Linked DNA regions of Zea mays: region 2 is linked to region 1. A link is a contact called in public Hi-C data. All regions are on one chromosome and are shown on one strand. Each heading gives the region's core, a stretch centred on a gene start, on an enhancer-like site or on the middle of the called end of the contact. The rest is flanking DNA. Distances are from core to core; before and after follow the strand shown. Region 1 holds the start of LOC100194008 (Peroxidase 64). Region 2 holds the start of LOC100217208.

Evidence for each region. A called contact is a pair of places that touch in the nucleus more often than the background predicts.
Region 2: a contact with region 1 is called in a Hi-C map of ear, with 2.5 times the contacts expected there. The contact joins the promoter of LOC100217208 here to the promoter of LOC100194008 in region 1. A contact is called at or near these places in 2 of 25 Hi-C or Micro-C datasets (ear and leaf).

The regions. Positions count from the first base shown.
Region 1 is chr8:133,367,242-133,369,941 of Zm-B73-REFERENCE-NAM-5.0, reverse strand. It overlaps LOC100194008 (Peroxidase 64), which reads left to right and starts at 1,359. Exons shown (of 2, transcript NM_001139072.1): 1 at 1,359-1,788; 2 at 1,862-2,700. The coding sequence starts at 1,549. The coding sequence ends at 2,632.
Region 2 is chr8:133,505,583-133,508,282 of Zm-B73-REFERENCE-NAM-5.0, reverse strand. LOC100217208 reads right to left here and starts at 1,338. Exons shown (of 6, transcript NM_001360086.1): 1 at 631-1,338. The coding sequence starts at 1,252.

The sequences.
Region 1 (2,700 bases), core at 110-2,609:
AGATATTATATTCGTTTTTGTACCATTAGTCATCATATGTGTGAGACTTGATCCTAGCACACACTTGGTGAAGTTCGCGCCTGGGTTTGGACCCCTAAAACCCGGGTGTGACAAGCAGTGGTCTGGCAACACAGCCTATGGGGCGGCGGTGGTTTGCCGGTGGAGAAGAAGCTTGTGTGACGTGTATCGGACCTGGCTACCTCATTGCGCGGGAAAGGGGGAAAAGCACATCGAACCTGGCTACATCGCGGCGTGGAAAAAGAGAAAAAAATGAGCACGCTGCGTGAAGAGATCAGTACCAACTGCGTTTAGGGAGTTTGTATCCTGTTGCCAAACTTGGAGAGTAAATAGGGTTAGATAATAAGTAACTATATTAATAAGTCTATTTAGAGAACTATTAGAGAAACAATTTTTTTGTTCACTTATTAAATTTAAGATTTAGGAAATTGTTTAGACAACAATTGGAGTTGCTCTAACAACAGCCAACGTTCATGAGGCTCGCAGTCTAAACGTAAATTGTGGTATGTAGGCGAAAGAGCTTTTCTAGCGTATGGTTAAGGATTTCGAGTAACAGGTCACTTGTTCGACCCCCTCGCTGTGTCCCTACCGCTACCGAGTTGCATACTGCACGCTACCCTCCGTCTGGGCATGAGTGGGTAATGATGACAAGCTAGTAATCAGAGATATTGTTAGCGAGGACCATGTTTCCATCTCTTGCTCTCCGGCATACTCTTACGGCAGCAAGTAGGGTCGTTAGATCTGAAGCTAAATTACTGCTACTAAAACAAACTGAACCTGACGCTGGAATGGATGGATCTACGCGCTAAACCAGCAGCTAGCTGTTCAGGCAGGCGCAGAGCACTCAATTCACTACCACACCACTCCTCCCACCAGGCCGGCCTCTGAATTCACTGCGCCAAATTACCTGACAAAGACAGTTCCGAAGTCTCAGTGTGATGTCAACGAGCAAGAAGCGACGCCCGGCCGGCGGCGAAGCACAGGCACAGCACATCACAGGTGTGTGCAGTGCAGTGCAGGGCACAGCGCTCGGTCTGCACTACTGCAGGTTTGTATAATTAGACAAGACAAGATTCGTGTACGTTAATTAGCAGCTGGTCATGGCTACAGGCCCAATCGGATGGCGTGCATGTTCGTCCAGATGACAACACACCGCTGGCCATGTTGCTAGGTGCCTTCTTCCTCCTCCCTACCTCTAGCTACGCACGCAGTATACCTAATTAAGTAGCCACTGTACGTTCTTCACCAGTTCACTCTGCACATGGATGCCTGGATCGATCGATCGATCTGTATATATAATAGAAGGTTCCTCGATCTTCTTTTCCTTGCCACTCCACCGAGCAAGCTACTAGCTGCTGGCTGCTTCCTTCTGTCAGTGTACAGTAGCCGGCTTGCGAGCTGTGGGCCGGCCGGTGGCGGTGCTCTCCCGTCTCTATCCTATCCATCATAGAATAGAATAGATAGATAGATAGGCTACTCAGTGCCACTCGATCAGTAGTGGTAGCAGCTGGCGGCTGGCCTGGGACGACGATGAGCGCCAAGACCAGAGCTGGGGCCGCCCATGTACGCCGGCAGCTCGTCGCGGCCGTGGCGGTGACGGTGGCATGCTTCTACTCCTCGGAGGCGACGCAGCTGCAGGTGGGGTACTACAACGGCAGCTGCCCGGCCGCCGAGAGCCTCATCGAGACCATCGTCCACGCCGCCGTCCGCAAGGACGCCGGCAACGGGCCGGGCCTGATCCGGCTCTTCTTCCACGACTGCTTCGTCAGGGTACGTAGGATTATTCGATGCCCAGCCCCAGCCCAATCGGACAATGCAATAATGCAACTGAGCTCCTTGACAGGGATGCGACGCGTCGGTGCTGCTGGACGACCCGACGGGCAGCCCGGGGAACAGGACGGTGGAGAAGACGTCCCCGCCCAACTTCCCTAGCCTGCGCGGGTTCAGCGTGATCAGCCGCGCGAAGCGCGTGGTGGAGCGGCGGTGCCCCGGGACGGTGTCGTGCGCGGACATCGTGGCGTTCGCGGCGCGCGACGCGGCGCGCATCATGGGCGGCATCCGGTTCGCGATGCCGTCGGGGCGGCTGGACGGGCGCGTGTCGAACGCGTCGGAGGCCACGGCCAACCTGCCGCCGGCGTCCTTCAACCTGACGCAGCTCCTGGGCCGCTTCGCGTCCAAGAACCTGAGCGCCGACGACCTGGTGACGCTGTCGGGGGCGCACTCCATCGGGCGCTCCCACTGCTCGTCCTTCGCGCCCGCCAGGCTGTACCCGCAGCTGGACCCGGCGATGAACGCCACGCTGGGGGCGCGGCTCAGGGCGCGGTGCCCCGCCGGCGGCGGCGGGCGGCGCGACCGCGTCGTCGACCTCGACTTCGCCACGCCGCTGCAGCTGGACAACCAGTACTACCGCAACGTGGTGACGCACGAGGCCGTGTTCTCGTCGGACCAGGCGCTCGCGGGGCGCAACGACACGGCCGCGCTCGTGGCGCTGTACGCCGCCAACCGCACGCTCTGGTCGCAGCGATTCGCCGCCGCCATGGTGAAGATGGGCAGCATCGAGGTGCTCACCGGGCCGCCCGGGGAGGTCAGGCTCAAGTGCAACAAGGTCAACTGATCGGGGGGATTGGAGTTAGGTGAGGGTCAGCTGCCTGTACTACTAAGCTAGCTAGTAGCAGCAGCGGG
Region 2 (2,700 bases), core at 89-2,588, 140 kb before region 1:
TACTGACTAAAACTCCAAGGGTGAATGACCTCAACACATCATGGTGCAAAGGAGTAATAGTCAGAAAACCATTGAGCAACAACCTCTATTGTTCTATTTTTCTTTAATTTCTACTAGCATACACACTTAAACAATAACACAAACATCTGCAGGCTGCACACGTCAACCGCCATAGACACGATCATCACATGGAAAATATGCAAGTAGGTGTCAAGTTTGGCTCCTTTCACCCAAATAGTCTTCATGTATACAAAAAGGTTGCTAACTAGATGCACTAGCAGGATGCAAATAAACTACTAATTGCGACACAACCACAGGTAAAGATTACTTATATTTACATGTTAAAAACTTAAAAGTAACAATATCAACATAGAATCATATCTTATTCCGGAAACCAATTCAACCTACCCAAGTTATTCATGAGCAAACACCTATGGAAATATATAAGACCAAATACATAAACTGCAACACTGAAGTCTAAAGCAACATATCTCCATGCAATATTTCAGCATTACGACAAGACACTAACACCACCATTGGGCTCTGTTCTCGCCTTTCCGTCATTCAATCAATTGATATTTACAAAATAATAAAATGCAATCATGGGCAAACAAAGTATGGGATACTCACCATGAGCACTGCGGTCATGGCGCGGCACATAACCCTCAATGGCATCGGAGGGCCCAACCCAGTCCTGCAGCAAGACCTCGCCAGCCCCGGCGACCTGCTTCTCCTTGATCTCCACCTTCCTTCCCCCGTCCTCCACCTTCCCATTCCCATCCAGTCCCTGGAACCCTAACCCGCTCCCGTCCCCTGCGGCGGCGCCCTCAACGAGCGCGACGACCGCGGCGAGGCGGTCGAGCGGGACCCCGTAGGGCCGGTCGTGCGGGAGCGAGGCGGCCAAGGCCTTGGAGGCGACGAGGCAGCGCTCGGAGCAGAACTTGCGCGCCTCCTCGAGGTCGTAGACGCGGTGCTCGCTGAGGGCGATGTGGAAGCGGGGCCCCGTGGCGGCGGCGGAGGAGGAGGAGAGAGGGTTGGGGCACGCGGGGTTGCCGCAGACGTCCGAGATGGTGCGCTCGGTGACGACGTCGTCGTAGTCGGCGCGGGAGAGGAGCGCGGAGGCGGCCGCGTGGATGAGGGCCTCGCTGGACACCGCGGCGCCGTCGAGGAGCGCCATCTGGACGCGGAGCACCGCCGAGGCGACCGTTCGCGGCGCCGCCGCCGCCGCGGCGGCCGGGGCCGGGGGGCTCATCTTCGGAAGGTTCGAGAAGGCGGCGACGGGGTTGGGCGTGCTGGGACTGGGAGAAGAAGCGTTCGCAATTGCAAATGAGTTCAAGCGAAGTGGCAGCAGCGAGCGACACGGGCTCGTGCTGGTAAAGGCGGTTCTAGCGTGCTTGGGTGGGTTTGTTTGTCAGACGGAAAAAAATCCATTTTACAATTAGTTTGACAACTCTATTTTTCAATGAAAAATAAAATAATTTTCTGGAAAATGAAAATCTCTTGAAAAACTAGAATTTCCAAACTAGCCCTTATTTTCTTCAATTATCTATAGTAAAAATTGTTTTTTTCTCTCTAATAACTACAAAACTTATATAGATTCTCTCCCACCTGTTCCCTCGGCGTTTTTCCCTTGTTATTGTATGTTTATTTTGGTCGAATCTTTGAAAAAATGTAAGAAATCACTCAAAAAATCTAATTTTATTGAACTCCACATGAGTAGATTTATATAGTAAACATATGATGTAGTATGCTTTAGTATAAATTTTTTGGTACTCCCTCCATTCTGATTTATAATTTATTTGATATTTTTGTGTTAAGTTTGACTGGCTCATTTTTCATTTTTTGATGAAAAAATAAAATAAATCAAAGCCTTAGATGATATCACGTAAAAATTAACGATAACTATAAATTTTCTTAATAATATGAGTCGGTTAAACTTGGGTAAAAAGCCCATGATACTCAGAGCCTGATTCTCTTCATAGCCAGAAAAGTAAGTAAAAAAAACTGAACCAAATATGTCCTGTGTCTTAGAAGATGAGTAAGGAGTTATGTCTTGATTTTATTTTTTTGTGATGGTAGAAAGAGGTACAACTGTTTTTTTCCCTTGTCTGCCCTGATGAGGCCCAAAATTTCATGGCTATGCTAACGGACTCAGGCCCATGTGCTTAAGTTGCACAATGATGGATTTTGCAAGGCCGAATCAAATTCAGAGCGCAGGACCATGTGGGCTGCCCCCACCCTGCAGGATCGCGGAATGAGTGGGTTTGATTTTGTCTCGGGCTGATTGTCTGTTCGTGGCTGCACGCTCGCTCGAGCCTGGCTGGTCGGATACGGACGTTTTGACAGTACGAGTGGATGCAGGCAATTAGTCTTCAAATGGCTTATTTTGCATCGTCTCATGCAGCCCACGCCTTCGACGTGCAGACTACCAAACATGCGCTCAAATAAAGTCAATGTATGCAGTGGTCCAAGACAAAACGATGCGGCCAACCAATCATATGGGTGACATCTCTTTGTATATCTAACAAAGACGATACGTCATTGTCATTCACTGATATTGAAAGGGAAATGTGCCCTTGGGCCATTTCTAAGTATTTTGGTGATTTAGTGTCCAACACAAGTGCCTAAGTGTTAAATGGTGGACAAAGTACAAATCATGTATAAAGGTATGTTTCTCAGACTTAGTACATTGTTTTATAG